Regions from separate parts of the Sus scrofa genome. Here regions 2, 3, 4, 5 and 6 are each linked to region 1. The links are chromatin contacts, called in public HiChIP or PLAC-seq and promoter capture Hi-C maps. All regions are on one chromosome and are shown on one strand. Each heading gives the region's core, a stretch centred on a gene start, on an enhancer-like site or on the middle of the called end of the contact. The rest is flanking DNA. Distances are from core to core; before and after follow the strand shown. Region 1 holds the start of MST1 (hepatocyte growth factor-like protein). Region 2 holds the start of RBM6 (RNA-binding protein 6). Region 3 holds the start of MST1R (macrophage-stimulating protein receptor). Region 4 holds the start of DAG1 (dystroglycan). Region 5 holds the start of TRAIP (E3 ubiquitin-protein ligase TRAIP). Region 6 overlaps DAG1 (dystroglycan).

Region 1 (4,770 bases), core at 1,256-3,755:
GCCCCGCTCTCATTGGGCCACCGCTGAATCACGCCCAGCCTCTCCTCACTTCCCAGCCAGGCCACGCCCCCCACGTGTCCCAGGTGCCCTCCCAGCCCCGCCCTTGAGCTCTACCGCAGCGCGGGAGGTCGCAGAACTCTCGCTCCACCTGCGGGTCAGTAGTATAGCACCACGGCCGCTCCGAGCCATCCGGATTCCGGCAGTAGTTGTCGTCTAGATTTTTGTCGAGGAACCTAGGAGCGTTAGCGGGGAGTGAACAAGCGCCTGAGACTCAGACCCTGTCTGGCTGGCCCCAACCAACTACTACCTTACATCGCTCCGCCCTGGAGCCCTGGGCCCTCCCCTTGCCCGGCCCCCTCGTGCGGAGCTCGCCCACGCGTACTTGAGGGGCTCAAATGGGTGCGGGTGCGGGTGCTGCAGGTCCCAGCGCTGACACTCGCGTCCTGACTCGGTGCGATCCACTGAGCCGCGGTAATCCTCGCCATTGCACCAAAAGCAAACGGCTGGAGAGGAAGAAATTGTGGGTTGGTGGACTGCGCTGGGCATTCTCCTCCCGCCCCAGGCTTGACCTGGAGCCGCTTACCCTCCTGGCAGGACTTGATACCGCAGCTCTGGAAGCGCACGGCAGGGTCCATGGTGTAGCACCAGGGACCTCCAGGGTCCCTGTCCGGGTTGCGGCAGAAGTTCTCCTCCAAGCCGTTCCGGAGTGTGGGCGTGTACCTGGGTTCAGAGAGCGGCGATACAGTGAGTGCGGGGCGGGGGTGGGGGTGGGGTGCTGGCTCCAGGCCGGCGGGAGAAAGGGGATCTACATTCCGTCTTACTTGTGGTCATTGGGAAACCTGAGGTTCCAGCGCTGGCAGGGTAGGCCACCCATGGTGATGGCCACAGTGCCCCGGTACTCGACCCCATTGTCCATGATGCAAGTCCGAACATAATCTGAGAGCAGAAGACCCAGGATCAACAGCGCCTGAGACCTCAGCACCTCTCTCCCCAGCCCGCCCTTCTCCGAAGCCACTCACTTTTCTTTTGGAAGAGATCAAAGCTCCCTGAATGCTGCAGCCGTGTATGAGGTGAGTGCTGGGTCCATGGAAGCAGTTGGCAACCATGGCTGCTCACATTGTAGTGGAAGGCCCTGGGAGGGGGAGGCATAAGGTCACCTGGTGCCCCTATACCCAGTTTTATCTGGATATTGTGGCCTCTTACCTGCAGTCCATCAGGGGCCCACAACGCCCTGCACACTCCTCAGCATCTGCCACATCCTCTTGCCAAGACCCAGGCCCCACTGCATGTAGCAGGTGTTGCAGCTCAGTACCCGGGAGCACCTGGAAGTCATTTAAGGGCGAGCGCTGCCCTGCAGGGTGGATATTTGTAGCATCATGTGAATATCAGCACATCCACACTTTATTCATTCAGGAAATCAAACTGCATGGCCTCTCTCATGGATCCTGTGGGTCCATTCAAGGGTCAAACCCCTGTATGGGGTGGGAGAAGCAGGCCCACACATGGTAGTTATCACTAGTACGCTTGTTTAATGGGCAAGGCACTAGGCTCAGATGTAAAACATATACTCTACGAGAGTAGCAGGTGATGGTGCTTGCCCTATGGGGCTTGGCTCCTCTCATTTCTCAGATAAGAATGGTAACGGTTGGAGTTATCATACTAAATAGGCGGAAGCCAAACCCAAGTATTCTGACTCCAAGTATAGGCTCTCATCAGGGTAAGGGCATCTGCTAGAGGGTTAGATCAGTCTTATGAGAGATTACTGCCTGCGTGTGTGGTCCTAACACTGCCTCAATGCTGCAGCAGACTTTTTTTTTAGGGACACACCTGCAGCATATGGAAGTTCCCAGGCTAGGGGTCTAATCGGAGCTGTAGCCGCTGGCCTACACCAGAGCCACAGCAATGCCAGATCCAAGCCGCATCTGCAGCCTATACCACAGCTCACGGCAATGCCAGATCCTTAATCCACTGAATGGGGCTAGGGATCGAACCCACAACCTCATGGTCCCCAGTCGGATGCCTTTCCACTGAGCCACAATGGGAACTCCTGCAGCAGATGTTTTAGTGTAGGCCAGAATAGGCAGTGTGTTTATGTGTTCCTGGGGCTGCCCAGCTCTGCTCAAGAAGCTAAGGTTGCTCACTGCTCCATGCCCAGTAGGAAAGTAAGTTTCTGGCTGGAATAGCGGGATGGGCCTAGGGCCAACCCCTTTCTGAATGCAGGCGGGGATCAGGGCTGGGGGTGAGGGGGAAGAGCACTTACCAGGGGCCCCTGAGCACTGCGTCAGAAGCAGCAGGAGTGGGAGCCACCCCATCCTCCTGGCTGGAGACTGCACTGTGACCCACCACAGCCCCATCCGGGAAGTTGTGAAACTAGTCCCTACGGGATTGGGTGGCTCTGGCTCCACACCCCCACTCAAGGCCTGCTGGGGCCTGACCTGAAACCCAGTGGCAGGAATAGGGGTGGTGCCAGACCTCAGGCCCCCTAGGTGAGGTACAAGTGTCTTCGCTCTGGCACAGCTAGCTCCCAAGAGGCCTCCCTATGTAGTGGACAGTGTTGGAAAGGTTTAATGGGGACACCTGAGGTGCTGGGGCTGGGGAAGGGCAGGGGCATCCCTACAGCCTAGGCTGCTCTGAAAGGAAGAGCAGTGTGTATGGGGTTGCTGCCAGAGCCGGGTTCCAGCCCTCAGCCCCCAGCCCCCAGCATAAGTGGTGATATTTAACTTTTCTGAGCCTCAACTTTTCTCCTGTAAAGTCAAGTTCCCTACCCAACCCCCTAAGCAGCTTACCCCTTTTGCTGACTTAGCCCCAGCTGGAGGCAGGTCGACCCACACCCCTGGCAGCAGAGCCCACCGAGCTCCCCTTGCTCTGCCAGAGATGCTATCCCAGGGAAGATGAGCGAGGTCATTTGTCTGGCCTGAATGGAAGTGAGGCTGACAGGTACCAGGGACCCTGGGAGGAGCAGCCTTTCAGACGTCCGAGGGGACCTCTGGGCTGGGCCTCCAAATACCGGTAGGAGTTGAGGTAGGAGGCCAAGGTCTCCTAGGACTCAGCGTGGCGACAAGACTGGGCTAGGAGCGCCTCCTAAGTAGACGAGGGTCGGAGGCATTTGGGCAGTGAGGCGGTTGGGCAAAAGGCAGGGGCCGGGACATTCCAGCTGGAGGCTGCAGGTGGCGCCCTCTGGCGGAGGCCGGGCGCGGGCCGATGCGCTTGCGCGGCAGAATCGCGGTTTGGCCCTGAACGGGCGCCGTAGGCGAGAGGCTGGGCGGATGTTGTGAGCCGGGACGCCACGGCCGAGGCTGGGGGTGAGTGAGGGGCGACGGGGGCCCAAGAGGGGCGGGTCCCCGCAGCTTCCGTTGCGGCCCGGCCAGTCTAGCATGAGGGTGCTTCCCGTGCAGGGGGTTGCAGCCCGTGGTGCAGGACTCTAGGCTGGAGCTGGCCTGGAAGAGCCTCTGGAGCTTGAGGCCGGGCGGAGACGACTTCGGGAAGAGAAGCGCTACCCTCGCGTCCTTGGGCTCCTAGGTGGGGTCGGTTTGGTTCTGAGCCCTGATCCCCCGGCGGGGCTGACCAGGGTCTACGTGGCAGGGACCCCCGAGCCAAGCCAAGGTCCACCTCTCACCTGTATCCTCAGCACCTGACACCCCGAGTGGATGTCTGGAAGGTTTGCTCATCAGATCAGTGACCACGTCTAATCTGTCCTGCACCTGCTTTGGTGTGAGAGGGCCAGTGGTGGGCATCAGGGCGAGAGTCACTTTCCCAAGGGGCAGGCGTGGTGTGCACTGTGAGTGGGCAAGGGTGTGTGGCAGGAGCTAGAGGACCTGTTTAGGGTGAGATAAGAAAAAGGAGTGCTGTCTAAGGCAGTGCTGGAGAACCAGGCTTTAGATTAGCTCTGGCCAGTAGAGCTTTGTGTAATGACGAGAATGTTGTTTATTTTCAGCGTCTAGTCCAGTAACCACTAACCACATGTGGCCACAGAATCCTTGAAATGTGACTAATATAATTGAGAAATTGATTTTTAAATTTTAAACTTTCAAATTTGAATAGCCATGCATAGTTAGTAGCTACTGTGTTGGACAGCACAGCTCTAGAACAGTGAGGCTGGCACCAGCTGCTTAGTGCAGCTTCAGAAGTAGCTGCACTATGGCATGTGAGGCATGGACAGCAGTGGGAAGACCAATGGGATCTGCATTTGGGACAAGGGTAGTGGTCTGATGGGACAGGAGGCTGTGTGTGTGTGTGTGTGTGTGTGTGAGAGAGAACAGGAAAACTAGCAGGCCTTTGGAATGGAGAAGGGAGGATCTTGGGACTGAGAAAGGGGATCCCGGTCTGGGGTGTCAGCAGGACTTGTAGCTGGAGATGGCATCAAGGCCTCGGAGCGTGAACTTTCCTTGGTGTAGGATTCTCTCTTCCAATTTGGATCCAGTGTGGCTTACGGCTGAGAGGGACGGGGGCTCTGCCCCAGCCTATCTCACCTTGGATGCTTTGGTCTCATTTCCCACTGGGTTGAGGCATTTAGTTTGGTTTAGCAAATATACATATCTGGTGCCTGGTTTCTCTTGTGCCCTGTGTGAGTACTGGGACGTGGTGGGGCCCTGTCACATGGGCCCAGACCCCTACTCACTCTCCCTGTGTAGGAAGGTGGAAGCTCTTGCTTTCCTCTGCACGGGGTTGGTGTGGATGTGTGTGTGAGTGTGCATGCACTGGCTTCACCTCTCCCAAGCCTTCCCAATACCCCAGGACTGAGGTTAATATGGGGGCCCCTGCCTGGCTTTG
Region 2 (4,770 bases), core at 801-3,300, 220 kb after region 1:
GATCCGAGCTGCATCTGTGACCTACACCACAGCTCATGGCCAACGTCGGATCCGTAACCCACTGAGCAAGGCCAGGGATTGAACCCACGACCTCATGGTTCCTAGTTGGATTTGTTTCCACTGTACCACAACGGGAACTCCAAAAATAATAAGTTTCTTAACTTTACTTACCTCTTTAGAGGATAAAGTACTATCTGATAAATGAGAAATCCACCAATAATGACCCAGTTTGGGAAGCAAAGTCAAAGTGCCAAAGTTCTGTGTAGATGCTCCTCCTCTTCTGTGAAATCTCAAAGATGGTGTGTCCCAGGGCTCAGGGCTGGAACTCTGCTCTTCTGTCCATGCTCACTCCTTCATACCCTAGGTCATCTCATCCAGGCCTTTGGCTTTTTAAATTTTTTTATTTATTGGTCACACCTGTGGCATGTAGAAGTTCCAGGATCGAACCTGAGCCACAGCTGTAACCAGAGCTATAGCAGTGACAAGGCTGGACCCTTAACCTGCTGAGCCACGTGGGAACTCCAGGCCTATGGTTCTAAATACCAGCACCAGTGATATGTTGATGCCTCCCAGAATTGCATCTCTAACCCTGACCTTTACTTGAACTCTAACGTAACCAACTGCCAACTCCACATCTCATCTCATAGGCATCAGAAATAACCTACGCAAAACTGAGCTCCTGCTGCTTCTAACAAAATTGCTTGTCCCATATTCTTCCCTCTTTCCCCTCATCCCAGTCCATGTCTCCTGTTGCCACTGTGACCACAAGGGTAAAAGTCCTTCTGTGCTTGTATTACTGCAGCAGTCTCCTAACCAGCTACCCTGCTTTTTCCTTGTCCACCTTCAGCCAATTCTCCACAAAGCAGCAAGAGTGATCCTGTTTACAGGGAAGCTGTGATATTATTCTGTTCAGAGCCCTTCAAACAGCTTTCCATCTCCCTCCTTACAGAAACAACTCATTTTAGCAGAGACTGCTTATTTCATTTGTTTGGCTTTAGTAACTGCTCCCACTCCCATCTCCACTACAGCAGCAGAGTTTATCAGCTTTGTTCAAGTTCCTATATCTCCAGCACCTGATACAGTGCCTGGCACACAACAGATGCTTCGTACAGTTCTTGACTGAAAGAATGACTTCCAAACAAGATGCCTGAAAAAATGAAAAGGTAACTTAATCCAACAATCTCTTTTCTCTACAGTTAAGTCTTTATTTTAGAATGATTTACAGCTTTTCTTGCGGCAGACTTATTTGACCCTATGATGTTGAATTTAGGCTGAGGGTCCAGTAACAGAGATACCAGGTGGCTGGAACCAGCAAGCATTTTCAACAAAGTAGACAATCCACCTAGAAGCATGGAGCAGCTGGCCATTTGAAAAACATTAGCTGTGAGCTGCAAGATACCTTCTAGTTCCTCTGTGATTTTGCACAAGTCACCACTGGCCATACTGCCCAAGAGCTATCCAGGCCCTGTGGAAACTGAGTGGATTTTCCTTCATAGATACAGCTACTGAAACTTTAACATGGATGATACCCACCTGGTATTCTTGAGCTGGGGATGCCTAACTTGGAAACCCATCAGAAGAAGGGGACGAGCCTCCCTGACTACTGCTTTTCTATCCTATCACTCGCACCTATGCTTGGATCTTGGGCAATAGGACTACACTCCAGGATTAAGAGGATGAGGAGCAAGGCTCCTGTGTGGGCCAAAAGCCCCCGCCCCGGAAGGCTTAGGATGGAGTAGGCTCCCTTCCGTTTCCTTAATACTAACGGAAAATAAGGCGTTTTCAAGGTTGGCAGACCAGGGCCGTATCCGCGTTCTGGCGGGGAGCAAAGCTGGACAAGGCCAACCCACCACAAAATACGCGTGCTGCTCAACTCCAGAGAGCGTAAGGAGACAGCCCGCCGCGGGCTACACTACAAACCATAACCCCCAGCAGCCCCAGTGGACTGGAGGCAGGAAAGCGCGACCTCCCATTGGACACCGGCAAGAGCGTGCCCTTACGCCCCACCCCGCGCAGGCAAGGACACCTCCCCTGCCCCGCCCCCTGCCCCCCGCGCGGGGCACGGCGGGAGTGGAGTCGGCGCGACCAGCAGCTGTACTCCATCTCCCGGCGGGCAGAGCGCTGAAGGCGGCGGCGCCTTTGTGGAGGCAGCGGCCCGGCTCCGAGGAAGTTCCAGTCTCCGCGACGCTGGGTCGGTGGCGGCGGCTGAGGATTAGGAGGAGCGGGCCGCGGAGGCCGCGCTGCCTCGGTAAGGGCTTGGGGCAGTAGAGAGGGCGTGCCAGAGCCTACGGGGAGGGAGCCGGCCTGCCAGGCCGCTCTGGACGTCGCGGGCCCGCGCGGCCTGGAAGCTGCGGCTTCGGTGTCGCGGGGCGGCCGCGGCCTCGCCAGGAAGAAGAGAGCCAAGTGGCGGTGTGGTGAGGGAGGCGCCGCCCACGGGAGGAACGCCCCGGAACGGTCGCGGGCCCGGGGCGGAGCGGCGCGTCGGTAGAATTACCGGTCCTGTCTCGGGGCGGCCAGCTGCGGGGTCTGGGGCAGGCGCGTGGGTCCCGTTCGGTGCTCTCAGTCTGTGGAGCTGCAGGCGGCCCTATCTTTCTCTTTTTCCCTGCTTTTGGAGGAATCCGATCCAGTTTTGAGGCATCGCTCGAGAAGGAGCCTTTCTTGCCCCTAGCACGTAACCTTAACCCTACCTGGATAGACACGAATGGGTTCAGCTAGGCCACAGAGCGCGAGAGTTCGCTGCCCAGCGCGCGGGGCTGTAGAACCTGGAGGCTGGGGAGTGGTCTGGTGGGTCCTGTGCCCGTTGGTCGAATGTGGGAGGAGAGGGGTGTTTTCTCGTATTTACTCTTTAAATTGCTTTTGGCATTGTAAATCCGTTTTTCTGTAAACTTTAGAATTGACGTTGTGCTACTGAGCTCAACTCTGGGTGTGCATTTTTTAGAAAAGGCCTCGTTTTGTAGGGTACATAAACTGTAAGGGTAATTGTGTTTTTGCATATTCCAGGTTTGCATGTGAAGGTCAGAGTTTCGGGATCTAGGTGGAGTTCTGTAGACTGATGCACCTGGTCACCTGATTTATTTTCTGAACTCTGGATTGTGCCCTAGGTTTGTTAGTTTTCAGTTTCCTGTTGAGTAGTGCCACCAGTGTGAATGGTTTAATAATGTAAACATTAGCAAGCTTGTGAGGACTATAGGGAGCAGTATCAAGAACTGATAAGGGTGGGACTGGCAATGTCTAAAGTTAACTAATGATGTGTTACGGTTTTGGTGAAACACAAAAATTGGATCTGAACATTGCCTGACTAACTAGCATCTAACTAGGCACCTAACTTATAGGATAGGTACTAGGTCTCTGTTTCTGCACATCTTTAGCACCCTTCTTTATAGAACTCTGTTATCAGAGTTGGATTTACTTTAGGAGCCTAGTTTTAGTTTTTTTTTTTTTTTTGCTTTTTAGGGCTGCACCTGCTGCATATGGAAGTTCCCAGGCTAGGGGTCCAATCAGCTACAGCTGCCGGCTTACACCATAGCCACAGCAACTTGGGATCCAAACTACATCTGTGATCTACACCACAGCTCACCGAAAGGCTGAATCCCTGACCCACTGAGCAAGGCCAGGGATGGAACCTGCATCCTCATGGATACTAGCAGGATTTGTTTCTGCTGTGCCACAATGGGAACTCCCAGGAGCCTAGTTTTTTGTACTTTCATAGGAGAATTGTCAATGGAGAGGTTACTAAGTGAACTCTCCAGTCTTATTAAGGGTACATGAGCAAGGTTATACTTTTCTGCCAGTGTTTAAATGGATAAACTGATATGTTAATAATCTGATTCAGAGTTGTATTAAGATTAAAGCTCTTGGAAAGTTTTGAAATTTTAAAGATCAAAAATCCTGGACTCTTTTAGCTGTATACCAAGTACTTTGAATTAATTTTTTTTTTTTTTGATCTTTTTGCCATTTCTTGGGCCGCTCCCTCGGCATATGGACGTTCCCAGGCTAGGGGTCGAATTGAAGCTTTAGCCACTGGCCTGCACCAGAGCCACAGCAACGTGGGATCCGAGCCGCGTCTGCGACCTACACCACAGCTCACGGCAACGCCGGATCCTTAACCCACTGAGCAAGGCCAGGAATGGAACCCGATACCTCATGGTTCCTAGTCGGATTCATTAACCACTGAGCCATGACCGGAACTCCCAGAATTAATTTTTTTTTTGTCTCTTCATCTTTTTAGGGCTGCACCCTCGACGAATGGAGGTTCCTAGGCTAGGGATCCAATCGGAGCTGTAGCCGCCAGCCTATACCAGAGCCACAGCAACTCTGGGATCTGAGCCTCCTCTGCAACCCACACCACAGCTCACTGCAATGCTGGATCTCTAACCCACTAAGCGAGGCTAGGGATGGAACCTGAGTCCTCATGGATCCTGGTTGGGTTGTTAACCGCTGAGCCACGATGGTAACTCCTAGAATTAATTCGTCTGCTAGATTTCTAGAGTAGTTGTTCATCTCATTCACTTAGTTACTGGGGTATCTATTGGGTACCTTTTAACCCTGTCACGTTGTGGTACTCAGTAAAACAGAGTGGGTAATTGCAGGAGCTTTGGATAGGGTTTGAACCCCTGGCTCCTCCACTAAATGAATGACATTGGACAAATTACCTAACTTCAAGTTCCTCATATGTAAATTGAGGTTTAGAAATGTCGCTACCTCAGAGTTCATTTGTGGCTCAGCAAGAACCTGATAGCATCCATGAGGATGCAGGTTCCATCCCTGGCC
Region 3 (4,770 bases), core at 1,224-3,723, 200 kb after region 1:
GGCTCCGGAACGGAAACTGTACACGTATTCGATCCGGTAGGAAGAGAGGTGCTCAGGCAGCACTGACAGTGAAGCAAAGCCTGGTGCGAATCCTGAGGCGTCAGCCTTGAGTCGCCGGATGGAGACTGAGCGTGGGCTGAAGCTGGTGGCCACTGCTGAGTCCAGTGACGATGCCACATAGAAGTAGGAGGCATGGCCCTGCTCAACGATGGTCACAAGTGTGCCCAGAGGGCTGGCCACACAGTCGGGGCAGTCCTCTGGTCGATTGTGGTGGTCAGAGAAAAGGCAGACTGGTGGCGCCAGGTGCAGGACTGTCCCACGGGGCTCTAGCTCATGCAAGAAGCAGCGGCCATGAAGGCTGGAGCCACAACTGATTAGTGCTGGCAGCGCCGGCTCCAGTACTAGCACCTGCGCATCTGTGTCTCCCGGCGGAGCGTAGGGGCCTGGGCCACAGGCTGCACATGTCTGGCAGCCAGGGTCCCCAGCAGGGCCCGTGGCCAGGCTCTCAACTGGCTGCAGGTCAGGCCCAAGCACGTGCAGGCGATTGCGTGTGGCCACGAAGACGGCACTCCCTTCCCCGTCGCCATCATAGGTCGTCACAGCCTGTACCGGACCGCCGGCAGAGTAGCTGGGCATCACGTACTTCACGTCAAAGTTGCGGGAGGCAGCGTAGGGGATGCGCGGGCACTGCCAGGACCCACCTGTCGCGGGCACAGCCGGCAGCAGTGGCAGCAGCAGTAGTAACAGGAAGGGCAGCAACGGCAGCGGGTGGAGCTCCATTGAGGCCCAGACCGGGCCCCGCGGAGGTTCCTGCAGGCCAGGGTCTGGCTGGGAGCCGACTCTAAGTCTGGGTTGGGACTAGCGTCGAAAGCCGGACCTGAGAGCCCTCAGGCAGCCGACTACGCCAGGGTGCCTGAGGTGCCGACCGCCCTCCCCTGCCCTCGGGTCTGAGCAGCTGGAGCAGGCGGACGCACACAGACAGGGAACAGACAGGCTGCCTCACCTGCTGGCCCAGCTGCGGCTCCCAGCCCGCGCCCTTAGAGCAAACTCAGTTGGAAAGCCTGGGCGGGGCTGGTGGGACCAGGGTGTGGGGGCGGAGCTGTGGGCGTGGCCCGCTGTAGGACTAGCCTAGCCCGACCGCTCAGCCGGTGCGACTCTTCCCGCAATCTGAAGCCTGAGTCCTGCATCTACTCCTGGGCGCCTTTTTCTCTATGGCCTCTGGATGGTTGTGCTGGAGTGACCTGGAAAGAGGTTAAGTAGGTCTGAGCCTTCCTGTTCTGCCTCCACTCCCCCCACCACGACCGACAAGGAGGAAGTGAAGGGGCGGGGTGGGGGGGCTGCCCCAGCACTTTGAGGACCACCTGGTCTATTTCTTCTCTTGGCTCCAGGATATTACAACATCCTCAGACCCTTGTTTCTGGGCAGGGCCTGGTGGACCCACCGTGTGGGAAACAGAGACCACCAATGTGTGGAGAACCAGAGGGGAAGTGTGGGGAGACCCCAGGAGTGGCACTACCCTCGCTTAGGCAGGAACTATTCCTCTGTGGGCCTGCCCTGGGCTGACAGCTACAGGACGCTGTCAGAGGACAGTGCATTGCACCCTGCCCACCCAGGGAGTAGAAGTTGTAATGTCCTGCTGGTTGGACATTAGAGTCAAAGGAGAAGCAGCTTATGTGGAGGCCCAACCCTAGCTCTGGTCCGTCCACCACTGCCTCAGTAGGTGGCAGCTGTAGGATGAGGACAACAAAATATGCAATGCTGGCCTTTGTTCCTGGCTCTGCTCCAGTGCCTCCCTGGTATGGTGGAAACATGGGCTTTGGCTCCCAGGGGACCTCTAACCTGCTCTGAAGCCAGGCTGGGACTCAGTCTCTCGGTCTCTGAGATGAGGATGTAGTTCTAACTGGGTGGTTGCCCAGAGTTCTCTCTCCAGGCTCTGAGAGGTATGAGGCAGGGGGAGGGAAGTCACCCTAGGTCTGCTCTTGACACCTCTTACCTGGACTTCAGCAGCTGCTCCCTGGTAACTGGCCCCCCCAACATTGGAGGGGGGCCTTAGGGGACATTCTCAGCCTTACAGCCCCCTCAGCCAGGTGGGCCTGGACCCTGGAGGGAGGGTAATCTTCACCAGGTTGCCCTAGGCTGAGGTCTGAAGGACCCGTGAACTGTGAGTCCCAGAGCTTTGGAGGGTAAGGCGGTCGTGGGGAGAGAAGCTCTCAGCCCAACAGAGCTCCTGACCCTACATGTATATCCTCTATTCACCACCCAATCCAGACTCCTTGTTCCTCCTTCAGGAGCAAGCTTTTACCTTCCTTCTCTTGCAACTTAGGTGGCATCTCCTCCAGGAAGCCTACCTGATCCAGGCAGTGCCAGGTGCAGTTTGTGGGTCTCACAGACCCTGTGCACAGTTTACTCTAGATACCTGACATCCCCTGCCTTCATTCCTTTTTTTCTTTATCTTTTTCTTTCTTTTTCTTTTTTTCTTTTTAGGGCTGCACCTGTGGCATATGGAAGTTCCCAGACTAGGAGTTAGATCGGAGCTGCAGCTGCTGGCCTACACCACAGCCACAGCAACGCCAGGTCCAAGCAGTGTCTGAGACCTACACCCACAGCTCACGGCAACACTGGATCCTTATCCCACTGAGCAGGGCCAGGGATCGAAACCACATCCTCATGGATACTAGTCGGGTTCATTACCATTGAGCCACAGTGGGAACTCCCCCCTTCCCCCATTTCTAATCCTGGACTCCCCTACCCCTTTAAGCTGGAGCTCAGTGAGCATTTGGTGACAGAGAGGAACAGCACTTGGGTGGCCACTCCCAGTGCTAAGAGGATACTGTGCCTGAGGCAACATAAAAGACACTCCCTCCTTTAACGAGAATTGGCCCGGAAATGAATAAACACACATCAGAAGTTATGGCACCATTCCTATGTTCCACAATCAACATGTCTAAAGATAGTCACGCTGGGCAAGACTAAAATGAAACATTCTCTGCCTAGGGATGAGACATGGGTTCCTGTGACCCCTATTCTGACTGAGGAAATTAGGAGAGACTTCTGGGATTTGGGAGGAAACCTCACAGGCTCTCTTTAATCACCTGTTCACCTGTTTTGGGGGTGAGGGTGTGGGGGTGCAGCAGCCAACAATTGGGTCTCTGCTGCCGCCGTGTGGCCCAAATGTTCACTGCCCCCAGGCTGGCATCTCCTCTCAGAAACCCTTGGTCTTTGACAGCAGAGGTCCACAGAGTGCCTTTTTCTCCCTGCTTATCCACTCAGCCTTCAGGAGGGGGGCAGGTAAGCCATGTGGGGGTAGTCAGCTGATGGGTCTTGCGTGCCGAGTACAAGCACTCTTCCAAGTTGAACTCACAAGATCTGACCAAGCTTAGAAACTGCCCGACTGCCCTTGCATTTGTCACCTTGAAGGAGTGCTAGCCACTCTGCCCTCTTTGGGCTCTCTCTCCCTCTGAACATTACCCCAGCCTCTTTCTCCAACCTGAAGGGATCATCTTAGGGGCAGCAGAGGGGTCTCTCAAACTACAACATGACACATCACTCTGCAGCTTTAAAATATGACTCCCGGAGTTCCCGTCGTGGCTGTTGTTAACGAATCCAATTAGGAACCATGAGGTTGTGGGTTCGATCCCTGGCCTCACTCTGTGGGTTAAGGATCGGCATTGCCATGAGCTGTGGTGTAGGTCGCAGACACGGCTTGGATCCCACATTGCTGTGGCTGCAGTGTAGGCCTGCGGCTACAGCTCCGATTAGACCCCTAGCCTGGGAACCTCCATATGCTGCAGGTGTGCCCCTAGGAAAGACAAAAAAAAAAAAAAAAAAAAAAAAAAGACTCCCCACTGCCAGACTTTTACCTGGAGTTTTAGAACTCTAGACCTTAAAGACTCCTCCAGCTTCACTATAAACCAGTCATACAAGGTTTTTTCCATACCAGGTTTCATACCGGGTTCATCCCTTTGTACATGCTGGTTCCTCCACTAGAAACACTTTTCTGTTTGCTTGTTATCCCTTCCTTGATTCCTAAATAGGTAAACCCTACACTTCCAGGTGCCCACTCTCCTAGGTATACACACTCATTTAGTGGTGACTATCTGTCCACACCCCTTCCAACCCAGCATAGGTGCTGAACTGCAAGAAGCTGAGAGCCCTACAGAGATCAGAGCAGCCAACAGGGATGCCTGGGGGCTGACCGTGGACCAGAAGAACACCAGTAGCAGTCAGAGACAGTTGGCCTGGCATTATCCTGGCCCCAGAGGCAGTGGTTTGGTGCCCTGGCCAGGAGCAATAGGAGGAACAGAAGCAGGAAGCAGACAGAAAAGAGACCCAGGATATGTGTATAGTATGAACAGTATCTACCAAGCCTGCGGCTACTCCACATGGGCTTTGGGGTCTGGGTAGGTGGTCTGCTGCTATACCCACTCTAATGTGACCCAAGATGGGGCCAAGGGCGGGGGCTATGCTGCCCTTTCCTGGGGCAGTAAGCTAATGATTCCAGTGCACCCTTGATCTGTGCCACCTAGACAGATGCATTCTCCCACATGGGTTCATTTTAGTGGCAGAGCTCTCAGAGGCTGCATGAAAGTGATTCACTTTATAGTCTGAAGACAATATTCAGTGGACACTTTACTCCCATAATAATTCCTAGGTCTTTTGCTCCCCTGGTAAAAGTTGTAGCATAACTGGGAGAGCGCCCAGCAGTAAGGTAGAGGCTTTCTGCGCTGTGCCCTGGGCTTATCCAAAGAAGGTCTCATGGTAGAGCAAATG
Region 4 (4,770 bases), core at 1,276-3,775, 190 kb before region 1:
TCTGAGAATCTTCCTGAAGCCTCTAGCTGGGGGTCTAAGTGGAGGGTGGAGGAAGCACCAGAGGCTAAATGGCCAGAAGAGTTGAGGGCTGAGCATCCTACCCGAATAGCCTCATTCTTGGCCTCTTGATCAGTGCCCACCTGGGCCCATACCACATGGGCCCTTGGGGCAGCTGTTCTTGGATGTGCCCTGGGCCTCACTCTTAGCTGCAAGCACCAAGCCTGAACTAGGGTGGCCTAGGCCCTGTGGGGTTGCAAAATAGCTCCCAAGGGCGAGTAGCTGTGGACCTAGTGCTAAGCCCTAGGGTGGGGTGTGCAGTTTTCTACAAAGGGAAAGTCTTCAACTCTCAGGACTATAGGGAGTAACAGTACCTTGCATTCACAGCCCCATCCAGCCTTGGCGTACATGGAGATGGCCACCTCCCTCTTTACTCTGCTATGCATTCCATGGGAACGGTTGGGCTCCAGTAGTGGCTTGTTAGGCCCCAAAAGGCTGGTCCAACTCTGGCCATTCAGGCCTCTTGCCTTCTAGGGCCTGAAGGAACAGAGGGTTGTGGAAACCCCAATTCTAGACAAAAAAGGAAGCCACCAATGAGGCCCAGAACTCACAGTTGTTCTGGCCTGGGAGGGAAGTGCCAAGGCTGGAAGGTTGCAGGAGCAGGTGAGCATTGGGGCCAGCCTGAGGCTCAGACCATAGCATCTCCAATTGAGTCCCAAACCTAGAGAGGCAGAGACTGGAAGGATTTTGCTGTGAGAGCTTCAGGCAAACTCTGGTTTTTGCTCCCCTCCTCCTAGGACTAAGAAGATCCTACCCCACCTTTTGGCACTAAGTAGTTGAGGTAAAGACCTTCCCTTAGCTAGAGCTCTAGGGAAGCTTGGGCATGTGGTGCTGGGTCCCTGGAGGCCAGATTGAGGCATGGTGTCTCATCTAGCAAGACCAATGCCAAAAATGAAGGGGAGTCACTCTAGCATCCATGGATGGTCAATGAGGACTAAAGAGCAGTAGCTTCTGTGTAGATGGTAAGAAGGATGAGGTCTGTGCTCACTGCTGTCTTTTGTTTTGGAAGAACATTTACATATAATTGTACAGTCAGACACTAAAATCCCCAGCAGAATTTAGGGCTGCAAAGCAGTGTCTGGTGTATGTTTGGGGGAGGGGAGGACACGCTGTAAGTTGAAGGAGTGAATGAAAGAATGTATTTTGTTTAGAAACTCATAATTTTCTGCATTTTTAGCCTTTTCAAAGAAGCTAAATTTCAGAGCTGGATTTTTTTTTTTTTTTTTTTTTTGTCTTTTGTCTTTTTGTTGTTGTTGTTGTTGTTGCTATTTCTTGGGCTGCTCCCTCGGCATATGGAGATTCCCAGGCTAGGGGTTGAATCGGAGCTGTAGCCACCGGCCTACGCCAGAGCCACAGCAACGCGGGATCCGAGCCGCGTCTGCAACCTACACCACAGCTCACGGCAACGCCGGATCGTTAACCCACTGAGCAAGGGCAGGGACCGAACCCGCAACCTCATGGTTCCTAGTCGGATTCGTTAACCACTGCACCACGACGGGAACTCCCAGAGCTGGATTTTTTAAAGTTTTAATATCTAAAGAATGATTTGGGGATTTTCCTTAGTCTTTTTTTTTTTTTTTTTTGTCTTTTTGCCATTTCTTGGGCCGCTCCCACGACATATGGAGGTTCCCAGGCTAGGGGTCGAATTGGAGCTGTAGCCGCCAGCCTACGCCAGAGCCACAGCAACGCGGGATCCGAGCCGTGTCTTCGACCTACACCACAGCTCATGGCAACACTGGATCGTTAGCCCACTGAGCAAGGCCAGGGATCGAACCCGCAACCTCATGGTTCCTAGTCGGATTCGTTAACCACTGCGCCACGACGGGAACTCCCCTTTTTTTTTTTTTTTTTTTTTTTGTGGATTTTCCTTAGTCTTTACTTCTTTTTCTGGTCTGTATGAAGTTTGGAGCCCATGAATTTAAGTTTAAAGAATCAAAGGGAAGGAGTTCCTATCATGGTGCAGTGGAAATGAATCTGACTAGTATCCATGAAGATGCAGGTTCGATCCCTGGTCTTGCTCAGTGGGTTGGGGATCCAGTGTTGCCATGAGCCATGGTATAGGCCACAGATGAGGCTTGGATCCCACATTGCTGTGGGTATGGTGTAGGCCAGTAGCTGCAGCTCTGATTCCACCCCTAGCTTGGGAACTTCCATATGCTAGGGTGAGGCCTAAAAAAAAATATCACAGGGAGTTCCCATTGTGGCTCAAGGGTTATGAACCTGACTAGAATCTATGAGGATGCAGGTTTGATCCCTGGCCTCATTCAGTGGGTTAAGGATCTGGTGTTGCCACAAGCTGCTGTGGAGGTTGCAGATGAGACTGGATCAGGTGTTGCTGTGGCTGTGGGGTAGTCTGGCAGCTGCAGCTCTGATTCAAACCCTTCCATATGCTGCAGTTGTGGCCCTAATAAGAAAAGTAAAAGAATCGCAAACAGGTATGTGCATTTGGGAGATGGGTCATTCTTTTTTTTTTTTTTTTGCTTTTTAGGGCCGCACTGGTGGCATATGGAAGTTCCTAGGCTAGGGGTCAAATCAGAGCTACAGCTGTCAGTCTACGCCACAGCCACAGCAATACCGGATCTGAGCCTTGTCCGTGACTATAACATGGCTCACAGTAAAGCAGGATAGCACACTCACTGATAGAACCTGCATCCTCACGGATACTAGTTGGATTCACTAGTTGGATTCGTTTCTGCTGAGCCTAAAGGGGAACTTCCGGGGCATTCATTTTTTCTCTCTCTGGAGTCTGCTTCTCCCAGTCTTTCCTAAGGAGAGGAAGAAAGCAGGGGAAACCCAGTTCCACCAGGATCCCATGAGCAACCTCTGGCAGGCAGTAGCCAATTCTGTGTTCAGAATGTAATAGCTGACAAGAGTGCGGGCCTGGAATTCCAGCCTGGCCACAGGCCCAGGAAGGGATGGACACATTCTGCACAGGGAACAGAGTCCACCACAGGTCCCATACCCCGACCCGTTGAGTAATTGTTCAGGTCTAGTAACTGAAGCATCTGAGGCCTTTGAGGTGTGGGGGGGTGGCTAGGTAAGCCCTAGGGACAGTGAGAGCGTCTGTAGGAGCCTCCCCTTTAAGGGAGACAGACCTCAGCAGTAACTACCCGCCTTTCTTCCCCCCACCCCCTGAAAGAATGCGGGCCTTGAGTGAGTGACCAGAGCCAGCGGGTCAGAGCTATTTCTGGCGCCTGAGGAGCATCGGATTCCGGGTGTTGAGGGCAGGAGGAGGGGACGAGGGTCAGGCCCGAGCCACTTCCTGGACGCCCCCGCCTGCTGGGGGCACCCGGAGAGGGGCGCGGCTCCCTGCCCTTCCGGTCCTCGCCTCAGTTTCCTCATTAGTATAGGAGGCGGGCAACCGGGCCATCATCGTTTGCAATTTAGAGGACGCTTCCTGAGTGTTTTCTTGGCTTAGAAGTACCTGATCTGCGTTAGAGAGAAATCAGCAGGGCCAAAGGCAGTCTATGGATGGCTAGTTGCGGCAGGGCCAGTCATTAAGCCTGACCACCCGGGTAGGTTGGATGATTCTCAGCGGCTCAAATGCCTGAGGTTGGGCGCGGCGCCCCTCCCCCGCTCCCAGGTCTGAGAGCTCCCCGAGACGCGGACAGCTTGGGGCGTGTTCTAGGGGCGGACTTGGCTCGCCGCGGGGCGGGATTTCCAGGATGGGGCGTGTCTTTTCGGGTGGGGGCGTGGCGGGCCAATAGGCAGAGCGACGCTGGCGCGGGCGGGGGCGGAGCCTTTGCGCGGGTGCGGCGCTCTGCGGGGCGGCCGACGCAGGCAGAAGCGGGCGTCGCGGGGACTGTCGGTCGGCGCCGCACGGAGCTGGCCGCGGGATTGGCTGCAGCACTCGCGTGTCAGGGGGTTGCTAGGCTCCGGCCGCGCGCCCCGCCCTCGCGCTCGGCGCCCTCTCACCGCTCGGTACGTGCTCGCGCTGAGGCTGCGGTGCGGCGCTCGCGCTCCTTGGGCTCGGCGGCGGCGGCGCGGCAGCGGCAGCGGCAGCGGCAGCGGCAGCATTGCTCCGAGTCCCCGGGGAGAGGCGACGGAGTCTTGCGGCCCGGAAGAGCGAGCACCTGCTGCAGCCCACTAGCCGGGGCTCGGTGAGTGCGCCGCCGGTCCCCCGCCGCCGTCCTAGCCTTCCGAGGAACACCTGCTGCTGCTCGCTGTTTGGCCCGGGGCGGCGACACGGTCGCGGACGTCCTTGCGGGTGAGGCGGCGGCTCGGCTGGGGTAGAGCCATCCCGTTGTTCTCGGCCCTTCAGGCCAAGGCTGGGGGCGTCCGACGTCCGGGCCCAGGCTGCGCGCCGCGGTGATGGGCCAGGCCTCAGCCCGGAATGCGCTCGCGGGAGCGAGGGGCCTGCGCGTCGGCCGCGGGCGTGTACGACCTGCGGACTGCCTCCCGGGCTTCCACAGAGGGTCGCGCGGCCCAGTTTGGCCAGAGCCAGAGAATGGGGCGTTGAGCCCCCGCGGGAGGCAGGGAAGAGTGCCACAGCTGCTGGGTCTTGGAGCACTCAGAGCTCTGGGGTCACCCGTCCACACACGTATACACTTGGGTTTCTTCGGAAGCCTGCTACTACCTTTTCGTCTTTTTATTAGGTATTGGAAAACCGTATTCTCCCGCGGGTATATTTGGAAAATGTCTTCAGAGAAAATGCTCTCTCGGTTTAGAATCCTTTTGCCATAAATTCCAAGTTAATTTCATACAAACAACTAC
Region 5 (4,770 bases), core at 1,484-3,983, 160 kb after region 1:
TCCACATGCTGCGGGAGCGGCCCAAGAAATGGCAAAAAAAGACAAAAAAAAAAAAAAAAAATCTGTACAACTAAAAAAAGGGTAAAATGGTAAATGTTATGTTATATATATTTTTACTACAATAAAATAGTGCATAGAAAAAAAGGAAAAGAATAGTTGCTTTTATGTTACACATATTTTTTTTAATGACTTTTTTTTTTTTTTTGTCTTTTTGCCTTTTCTTGGGCCACTCCCAGGGCATGTGGGGGTTCCCAGGATAGAGGTCAAATCGGAGCTGTAGCCGCCAGCCTACGCCAGCACCACAGCAACACGAGATCCAAGCCGCGTCTGAAACCTACACCATAGCTCACAGCAACGCAGGATCCTTAACCCACTGACCAAGGCCAGGGATCAAACCTGCAACCTCATGGTTCTTAGTCAGATTCGTTAACCACTGAGCCACGACGGGAACTCCTATGTTACACATATTTCACCACAATTTTAAAAAGGAGCTCTTAATTAGCCTGTCCACAGCTGCTAGGGGAATCTTGCCACCAGCCCTGCGTTCAACAGAATGATCCTACAGGTCAGCAGAATGCCTTGATGAGCAAGCACTTCCTTGCCCTGTAATAATGTTAACTTGGATTTGCTGGGGTTTCTGACTCTGGACAGAATCTTTGCAAACCACAACAAATCGGGTAGCCAGAAGTCTACCAAGTCTCGGAGAAACAAAAGGGCTTGCTGATGTGGTGAAAGCTCATCTCTGCCCCGAGCTAATAATTTTGAAATCACATCCCGTTGCAGATAGATCAAGGAAACCCCTACTCTGTCGTCCTTAAACCAACGGCGGGGAGTTCCCATCATGGCTAAATGGTTAAGGAACCCGACCAGTATCCATGAGGACGCGGGTTTGAGCCCTGGCCTTGCTCGGTGTTTTAAAGACCAAGCGTTGCAGTTACCGAGAGCTGTGGTGTCAGTTGCAGACGCGGCTCGGATCCAGTGTTGCTGCGGCGTAGGCCGGCAGCCACAGCTCGGATTCCACCCCTAGCAGGGAACCTCCACATGGGGCGGGAGCCACCCAAAACAAAAACAAAAAAAAACTACAACCCCGTTCCCCCGGCCTCAGGTCATCTGTCATCTCCTCCCGGAAGCCTGTTTTGACCTGGCCTCTGCCCAAGTCGGAAACTCTCGTGGGACTCCAACTAATGCCGTCCTCATCACCAGTCAGGGCACCAGGGAGGCCCGACACCCCACAGTTTTGTAGCGATATCGGGCGGAGTGCCCAGATCCAACACAGCGGTCACTCACCACTGCAAGTGGAAGGTGTGGCCGCAGTGGATGGCTGCCACGTCGCGGGAGTGATCGAAGAAGTCGGAGCATATAGTGCACAGAGCACGAATAGGCATGACTGGTCTCAAGTGGCCCAGGTAGCCAAGGAAACCGCGAAGGGTCCAGCTTCGTGGCCGTGCCTCAGCGTCCCAGCTTGCTTCAAATTTGGCTCCACAGCGCGACTTCCGGAAGCGAACCGGAAGTGGCTACAAGGCGCAAAATGAAGTTTGGGCCCGGATTGGACGAACCCTCGGGGGCGGGGCTTAACGGCCTCTCAGGCCGAAAAGAATCCTGGGGCCGAGCGCGGGCCTGAAGCTCAGCGGTAAGTCCCTCGCGGCTCCCGGGAATCGCCCAGTACCAGAACACAGCGTTGGATGGGCACCAGGAGCAGCTACGCCGCCGGCCGAGCCCCTTTCTGGGGCAAGACAAGACGTTACGGTCCCAAGCCGGAGCTGGGCACGGTCTCCTTAGCCCTGTTCTCTCAGCGCAGCCATCTCTGCACTTCGCGAGAGTTTAGAAGAGGCCATAAGGGGGTGGGACGATGGTACGAATGGAGAGCGGGTCCCTTGGGCTCTGGGCAGTTCTCAACCGTATAGAAGACCATACTTCCCGGACCAAAAGAATGCTCCGCCCTCTCAGCCCTCTCAGACTCTTTAGTGGTCCTCGAAAGGACACGGGTCAGGACACTCCCAGCTCGCCCTGGCTCTATACAAACAAGGTTGATGATCCCTAAGTTTAAAGGTGGTGGGGCCGGTATCCTGACTAGCTCCTAGCTCTCAGGAGAATCAGTTTTGCCTCAGTACTGCCTTTTGGAGGCCCAGATCCTTCATAGACAAGTGGCTAACAAATCTTTTTCTTATTCCCATATCAGAGAAGTTATCTTTGGGATCCTAAGTAAGAGCAGCATCCCTGGTGAATTCACCTGGGCTGATCCAGGCTGGAACAAGTATTCCTAGGAGTTTTGATGATTAACTGTTTTTAGTAGTGGTATCCCCCTCTCCCCAGAAGAAACCTTATGCAGAGTCCCATAATGTAAAGCCGATCTGTTCCACCTGAAGTAGACTCAGAGTGAAGTCCTTGGGGCCTACGTGGAAAGCAAAGGTGTTCACAGGAAGGAATAATCAACACAAAGGATAGGACAGAATCTTTGTGTAATGGCCACCCTGCACCCATTCCCCAACCCAGGGAAGCCCACTTTGGCCATGGGCAAGGTCTCTCCCTATGGTGGATGGCCCTTGGTGGGTTCCAGGTCTATGCCTAAGTCAAGATAATGGCTCCTTGTTCAATAGGACTTGTCAGAACAGTAGCATAGAGGTTATTCCTTGGCACAATCCCAGCACAGGACCCACCACCCACATGGATTTCTAGAGTCCAGAGGACCCCTGCCACCATCAAGGAACACACTGTGGTGAGGATGGTCTGTACTCTCAGCCCAAGCAATCCATATGGAACTGAGCACAGACCACTACCTGTGAACCTACTCCCAGCCTTCCCCTACACACTGCCTTTCAGGGGCCCCTCCCCAGTAATATAGAGGAAGCAAAGGCAAGAGGGTGGCCAGAGGCTTTGGCAGAATGAAATTTATTTGCCAGGTTCAGCAGGTACACGGCCCACCGACCTTCATACACCAGAGCAGACCCACAGGCATGCAGGGAGAAGGGCAGGACTATCCCCGAGTGCCAAGTGAGGGCCAGGACCAGTGTGGCTGCCTGCCCAGGCCATAGTGGGGTCTGACAAAGGGCACTTGCCAGGAGCCTCCGTCAGGAAACTGGGGAGCTTTATTCCACTCTTTGATTCCAGCAAAAGCAACTCAGCAGGGCTCAGAGGCACTTAGGCCTCACTCTAAGCCTTGACAAAAGGGGAAGTGGGTCACTGACATAGAGAGGGTTCCTTCTATTTTGTTGAACTGAGAGAGCAGAAAATCTGCCCCCAAGAAGGGCAACCCCCCAAATCAGACTGTGGGACACTGCCATGCAGCTGGCCCTCTGGGATGGAGAGGACTGTGGACTGAGCCTGAGGCGGGTCATATGGGAAGAGCCAGGGGCAGCCCTCCTTGTCTGCCCCAGGGTAAGGACTCAGCTAGGCTGGTACACTAGGTGCTAAGCCTGCACTCTGCCCTCCCAGATCTCATTGCCACATCCTAATTGCTCCTCCTTCCCTTTACAGACTCATGAAGCTCAGGGTACAGGGCAACCACTGCAGGACCCAGGAGGGCAGGAAATAGCACATGGGTCTTGGGAGAGACTTCCCAGGGACAAAGATGGAAGTGTCTACCTTTCTACTCATTCTTTTTCACTTTTCAGGAACCCCTCAGCTACCAAGCAGTGCCCCCAGCCATGCAACCAGTCTTGAAGCATACTGCTTTAGATTATTGCATTCTCTGTACCAGCCTGTTTCACGCCTAGAGCAGCCCACACACCACAGGCACATACCTTCATGTGCAGGAGCCTAAGACCGCTGACAGGGCCTCGCTGGAGGACCAGCTCTCAGGGCAAGGCCACCCAATTTAGGGCCTGGGAGAGGATGGGACCTGCAGGGCCTGCCTGGGGGAACTGTGAGGCAAAAAGGAAAAGGGAACAGGAGCAGGGACCTCCTGAGTATCCCTAGAGCAGCATCCCACAAGGAACAGAAACTGATGAAGCTAGCAAAAGACAAAAGCCACAAGGAATCCATGCAGGGGCTGGGGCTGGTCCTGCCTCTGGCCTCCCCACCACTCACACACATACACACAGGAGATGAGACTGCTCTCCTGTGGCCCCCAGACATGCCCTGTGCTGGGAGGCAGGGGCAGGGGGCAGTGAGGGCATCATGCCAGTGATTCTATGTACAGTGCGAAGCCCCTCATCTACTCTCCCACCCTCTTGCCCATCCCCCATCCCCCACCAGCCTGCCCACTCAGCTGGTCTCCCTCCGAGACTCCTGGGCAGAGCCAGCAGCCTCTTTCCCTTTACTAGAGGGTAGAGCCTGGCCTGTTGCGCCCCCTGGGGCTGTGCTGTCCGGCTGGGCCAAAGCCGGCTCAGGAATGGCAGCAGCCTTGGTGGCTGGTGTGGCACTGCTTTGGATGGTGGGCACAGTGCTTTCTTCCATGGCAGGTGTGGCTCTCCCATCAGTGGCTGGAGTAACACTTCTGTCGGTGGCTGGGGTGACACTCCCATCAGTGGCTGGGGTGATGCTCCCATCAGTGGCTGGGGTGATGCTCCCATCAGTGGCTGGGGTGGTACTGCCATCTGTAGCTGGGGTGGCACTACGGTCTGCGGGGGCTACATTATCGCTCTTTGCAGCATCACCCTCTGTGGCTTGGGTGGCACTGCCCCCAACAGCTGGGGCAGGTCCACTTGCAGCAGTGGCCCCACCTGCAGCCCCAGGGGTGGCAGTGTCTGTGGCTGGGGCAGGCTGGGCTGCAGCCGTGCTGGACTGCTCCGGTGCCCTGAGCCGTTTCATGAGGGTGGTCACTCGGACAGC
Region 6 (4,770 bases), core at 1,512-4,011, 130 kb before region 1:
CAGGCATATCCCATGGGCCTAGCTAGCCACTTGGCACCCACCTCTGGAGCGTCTCTTAGTCTCTCTTGGTCCTGTTTAGTCTTTTCTAGGTGGCGTCTGCTTGGTTGACTTAGTCAGAGCTCCATACTAGACCCTCCTGTTCTCCTTTGTCTGCCTGCACTCTTCCAGGTGTAGTCATTGGGATGGAGTGGGATTAAGAGAAATACCCTTGGGAGGCTGGAGACCTGGGTCCACATACTGACTCACCTGCTCTGGCTCTCAGGACTGTAGTTTCTACCCCACATCTATAAAACATCTCATGTTTCCCTTGACTTCTCCATTTGGCCTTACATCTTGGCCTCACATTTTTTGCAAAACAAGAGCATTCAGCCTTTGCTTTATATGTTTTTTTTTTTTTTTTTTTTTTTTTTTGTCTTTTGTTGTTGTTGTTATTGTTGTTGTTTGGGCCGCTCCCTCGGCATATGGAGGTTCCCAGGCTAGGGGTTGAATCGGAGCTGTAGCCACCGGCCTACACCAGAGCCACAGCAACGCGGGATCTGAGCCGCGTCTGCAACCTACACCACAGCTCACGGCAACGCCGGATCGTTAACCCACTGAGCAAGGGCAGGGACCGAACCCGCAACCTCATGGTTCCTAGTCGGATTCGTTAACTACTGCGCCACGACGGGAACTCCTTTATATGTTTATATGTGGATATGGAAGTTTTTGTATTTAATATAATTGAACTGAAAAAAATTTAAAGCATAGGTTTTTCAGTCAAAGCAGTTGTAGTAAGTGTTTTTTTAGCTAAAAAAGATTGTAAAGGAAGAAGAGAACATATTTAGTATTTTTCATGGATTTAAAGACAGGCACCCATGTTTATAGTCATTTTACCGTTTCAGATGTTAGCTGTGTTTGCAGTGAATGGTGAGTGACAGGATGGAGGATTCTTGGTGGTGCATTAATTAGATGGTTGTGCACCCTAGAGTTGATGGAATGTGGTGTCACAAAAGAAACACTGTTCATAGACCCTCAGTGAACTCAACGGCTCAAAGAGCAAGTACTGAAGGACAACTCCTCATAATGTCATGTCTTCTTATGGCTTTTTGCTGCAGATAGGAAATCTGTTTTTTTTGGGCAGTAAATATCTGGTCCCCGATAAAGTTGATAGAATGGCATGCCACCTGGACACCTGGATCCTGGCTGGGAAAATTAGGTAAAAAGTTCAGGGTTTCCTCCTCAATCACTCAGGCACCTGGCTCTTGGCAAGAGGAACCAGAGCCCCTGGGGAACCCAGTAGGCATAGCTCTGGCCTTCCTGCCACAGAGAAGGCCATTCCTGTCCCTCTGCTGATAAGCAGTGACCATAAAGGATAGTTCCTGGGCTGGGGCTGGCAGTAAGACATGCCCTCTATTGACCAGTGTCTCTGGACTTGATGGACAGGACAGTGGAGCTGAGAGTGCCTTCAGGCAGACTAGGGTCCCCACCTTTCTTGCTTTGGGCGCAGGAATGGGTGTTTCCTGAAAGTGAGAGTAGTCATAGATGGGGCCTGAGCAAGAGACAAGTCTTGTTTCCCTGTTGTCAGCTGATGGTGGAAGTTTTTATGGCTGCATTCCCTTAGAAGCTTTATATATTACCAGTCATGCCGCTGTGGAAAAGGACTTCCACCCTGAAATAAGTCTGCAGGGTGCTATTGGGTGGAAAAGGGGATGAGCTCCCAAGGCCTGCCTCTGTGCATCGGCTTTCTGAGGGAAGAGGTGAGCTCTGTCAGTTTCCCAGGCTTAGTTGCCTACAGAATTCTCTTTCAGAGATACTGGAGCTTCTTGTAATGCCTTTGATAAACAGTCTTCTTAGAATAAATGTTTCCATTCCTCTACTCTGGGCATTGCAGTTTTTCTTGAGGTTTGAAAAGCAGGATTAATTAAGACATTAGATACAGCTAACCAAAAGTGCCCCACTAAACTTGAATGTAACGGGGTGGTTATAAAATGAGTCATTTGGGAGCATTGAATTGTCTGTGCACCCAGACCTGTGTGTATTTCCACTTCTGGGCAGGGAAGACACTCTAGGCCAGGCATGTGACTTAATAAGCAAAGTTGTGGTGTCTGCGGAGGGCAGGGGAGAAGTCTGAGGCGAGGTCGGAAGGGGGTGCTGAGGGATGAGGCACTTGAGCTTGATTCTGCAGGCAGAGTGGATGAGTGGGTGGCAGGGCCTGTCATTGGTGTAAAAGCCAGTAACATTCTTGAGCTCCATGGCATCAGTTCTCTGGGGTGAGGCTTGTGTTTGAGTGCCAGCACTGCTGTCTCCCCACTGTGTGCTTGAGTGAATCATTTGCCTTCCATGCTAGCCCTGGCACCCCCAGTCTTTTATGACAGGCAAATGAATTTCAGGACAGAGGGCTTGGTTCCTTCAACAGGAATTCTGGAGTGTGCTCCAGGCCTGTCACACAGTTCAGGCTAGGCTAGTGGTTAACTGTTGTGAATCTTTTCAGGTTATGCAGTGATAGTAGCACTTAATTCACGTTAACATCTCTTACAGGTGTCAGCAGCAGGGAAGGAAGCCTTACCATCCTGGCTGCACTGGGACCCCCAGAGCCACACCCTGGAGGGTCTCCCTCTTGACACTGATAAGGGTGTGCATTACATTTCGGTGAGTGCTGCACGGCTGGGAGCCAACGGGAGCCACGTCCCCCAGACTTCAAGTGTGTTCTCTATCGAGGTCTACCCTGAAGACCACAGTGAGCCACAGTCTGTGCGAGCAGCGTCACCAGATCCGGGCGAGGTGGTGTCATCTGTCTGTGCTGCTGATGAGCCTGTGACTGTCCTGACAGTAATTCTGGATGCTGACCTCACCAAGATGATCCCAAAGCAAAGGCTCGACCTTCTGCAGAGAATGCAGAGCTTCTCAGAAGTGGAGCTTCACAATATGAAGTTAGTGCCAGTGGTGAACAACAGACTCTTTGACATGTCAGCCTTCATGGCTGGCCCGGGAAATGCGAAAAAAGTGATAGAGAATGGGGCCCTGCTCTCCTGGAAGCTAGGCTGCTCCCTGAACCAGAATAGTGTGCCTGACATTCATGGTGTGGAGGTCCCTGCCAGGGAGGGTGCTATGTCTGCCCAGCTTGGCTACCCTGTGGTGGGTTGGCACATTGCCAACAAGAAGCCCCCTCTCCCAAAACGCATCCGGAGGCAGATCCATGCCACACCCACACCTGTCACTGCCATTGGGCCCCCAACCACAGCCATCCAGGAGCCACCTTCCAGGATTGTTCCCACCCCCACATCTCCAGCCATTGCTCCTCCAACTGAGACCATGGCTCCCCCAGTTAGGGATCCTGTTCCTGGGAAGCCCACAGTCACCATTCGGACTCGAGGTGCCATTTTTCAGACCCCAACTCTCGGCCCCATTCAGCCCACTCGGGTGTCAGAAGCAGGCACCACAGTCCCTGGCCATATCCGCCCAACAATGACCATTCCTGGCTACTTGGAGCCCACGGCGGTTGCTACCCCTCCTACACCTACCACCAAGAAACCACGAGTATCCACACCCAAACCAGCCACACCTTCTACTGACTCTTCAACCACCACAACTCGAAGGCCGACCAAGAAGCCGCGGACACCCCGACCGGTGCCTCGGGTCACCACCAAAGCACCCATCACCAGATTGGAAACCGCCTCCCCGCCTACTCGCATCCGCACCACTACCAGTGGGCTGCCCCGTGGAGAGCCCAACCAGCGCCCAGAGCTTAAGAACCACATTGATAGGGTAGATGCCTGGGTTGGCACCTACTTTGAGGTGAAGATCCCGTCAGACACTTTCTATGACAATGAGGACACCACCACTGATAAGCTGAAGCTGACCTTGAAGCTTCGGGAGCAGCAGTTGGTAGGTGAGAAGTCTTGGGTACAGTTCAACAGCAATAGCCAGCTCATGTATGGCCTCCCCGACAGCAGCCACGTGGGCAAGCACGAGTATTTTATGCATGCCACAGACAAGGGGGGCCTGTCAGCTGTGGATGCCTTCGAGATCCATGTCCACAGGCGCCCTCAAGGGGACAGAGCTCCTGCACGATTCACAGCCAAGTTTGTGGGTGACCCAGCACCAGTAGTGAATGACATCCACAAGAAGATTGCTCTGGTGAAGAAGCTGGCCTTCGCCTTTGGGGACCGCAACTGCAGCACCATCACTCTGCAGAACATCACCCGGGGCTCCATTGTGGTGGAATGGACCAACAACACCCTGCCCCTGGAGCCCTGCCCCAAGGAGCAGATCACAGGGCTGAGCCGGAGGATTGCTGAGGATGATGGCAAACCTCGGGCTGCCTTCTCCAATGCCTTGGAGCCTGACTTCAAGGCCATGAGCATTGCTGTGACAGGCTCTGGCAGCTGTCGGCATCTACAGTTTGTCCCCGTGGCGCCACCCAAGAGGGTGCCCTCAGAGGCACCACCCACAGAGGTGCCAGATAGGGACCCTGAGAAGAGCAGCGAGGATGATGTCTACCTGCACACTGTCATCCCAGCCGTGGTGGTTGCAGCCATCCTGCTCATTGCTGGTATCATTGCCATGATCTGCTATCGTAAGAAGCGGAAGGGCAAGCTCACCCTTGAGGACCAGGCCACCTTCATCAAGAAGGGGGTGCCGATCATCTTTGCAGATGAGCTGGATGACTCCAAGCCCCCACCCTCCTCCAGCATGCCACTTATCCTGCAGGAGGAAAAAGCTCCCCTCCCCCCTCCTGAGTACCCCAACCAGAGCGTGCCCGAGACCACTCCTCTGAACCAGGACACCGTG

The links. Promoter capture Hi-C pulls out the DNA fragments that hold promoters and counts their contacts. HiChIP or PLAC-seq counts read pairs in DNA pulled down with a chosen protein or histone mark.
Region 2: a contact with region 1 is called in a promoter capture Hi-C map of liver, with 4 times the contacts expected there. The contact joins the promoter of RBM6 here to the promoter of MST1 in region 1. A contact is called at or near these places in 2 of 5 promoter capture datasets (fetal skeletal muscle and liver) and 2 of 2 datasets of contacts at active chromatin or transcription factors (alveolar macrophages and skeletal muscle).
Region 3: an H3K27ac HiChIP or PLAC-seq map of alveolar macrophages shows a contact between it and region 1. The contact joins the promoter of MST1R here to the promoter of MST1 in region 1. A contact is called at or near these places in 1 of 5 promoter capture datasets (fetal skeletal muscle), 10 of 47 Hi-C or Micro-C datasets (alveolar macrophages, embryonic fibroblasts, fetal heart ventricle and 6 more) and 2 of 2 datasets of contacts at active chromatin or transcription factors (alveolar macrophages and skeletal muscle).
Region 4: a contact with region 1 is called in an H3K27ac HiChIP or PLAC-seq map of skeletal muscle. The contact joins the promoter of DAG1 here to the promoter of MST1 in region 1. A contact is called at or near these places in 1 of 47 Hi-C or Micro-C datasets (liver) and 1 of 2 datasets of contacts at active chromatin or transcription factors (skeletal muscle).
Region 5: a contact with region 1 is called in an H3K27ac HiChIP or PLAC-seq map of alveolar macrophages. The contact joins the promoter of TRAIP here to the promoter of MST1 in region 1. A contact is called at or near these places in 2 of 5 promoter capture datasets (fetal liver and liver), 13 of 47 Hi-C or Micro-C datasets (alveolar macrophages, embryonic fibroblasts, epiblast stem cells and 8 more) and 2 of 2 datasets of contacts at active chromatin or transcription factors (alveolar macrophages and skeletal muscle).
Region 6: a contact with region 1 is called in an H3K27ac HiChIP or PLAC-seq map of skeletal muscle. The contact joins the enhancer-like site here to the promoter of MST1 in region 1. A contact is called at or near these places in 1 of 5 promoter capture datasets (liver), 8 of 47 Hi-C or Micro-C datasets (alveolar macrophages, blood, fetal skeletal muscle and 3 more) and 2 of 2 datasets of contacts at active chromatin or transcription factors (alveolar macrophages and skeletal muscle).

The regions. Positions count from the first base shown.
Region 1 is chr13:32,217,540-32,222,309 of Sscrofa11.1, forward strand. MST1 (hepatocyte growth factor-like protein) reads right to left here and starts at 2,506. Exons shown (of 16, transcript XM_021068776.1): 1 at 2,261-2,506; 2 at 1,204-1,351; 3 at 1,020-1,132; 4 at 822-936; 5 at 584-720; 6 at 383-503; 7 at 115-233. The coding sequence starts at 2,354. RNF123 (E3 ubiquitin-protein ligase RNF123) reads left to right here. Exons shown (of 39, transcript XM_021068771.1): 1 at 1-1,070.
Region 2 is chr13:32,442,894-32,447,663 of Sscrofa11.1, forward strand. RBM6 (RNA-binding protein 6) reads left to right here and starts at 2,051. Exons shown (of 22, transcript XM_005669583.3): 1 at 2,051-2,248.
Region 3 is chr13:32,421,141-32,425,910 of Sscrofa11.1, forward strand. MST1R (macrophage-stimulating protein receptor) reads right to left here and starts at 2,474. Exons shown (of 19, transcript XR_002337520.1): 1 at 1-2,474.
Region 4 is chr13:32,025,494-32,030,263 of Sscrofa11.1, forward strand. DAG1 (dystroglycan) reads left to right here and starts at 2,526. Exons shown (of 3, transcript XM_021068744.1): 1 at 2,526-3,572.
Region 5 is chr13:32,378,255-32,383,024 of Sscrofa11.1, forward strand. TRAIP (E3 ubiquitin-protein ligase TRAIP) reads right to left here and starts at 2,734. Exons shown (of 31, transcript XR_002337524.1): 1 at 1,288-2,734. It overlaps CAMKV (caM kinase-like vesicle-associated protein), which reads right to left. Exons shown (of 10, transcript XR_002337521.1): 10 at 2,874-4,770.
Region 6 is chr13:32,085,135-32,089,904 of Sscrofa11.1, forward strand. It overlaps DAG1 (dystroglycan), which reads left to right. Exons shown (of 3, transcript XM_021068744.1): 3 at 2,518-4,770. Among named protein-coding and RNA genes, the nearest start is that of BSN, 19 kb to the right of the region's middle. Within about 2 kb of position 2,762, at least 2 of the 83 cell types and tissues checked have an H3K27ac peak or open chromatin away from gene starts, as enhancers often do. A contact at or near this core is called in skeletal muscle, where this site is marked.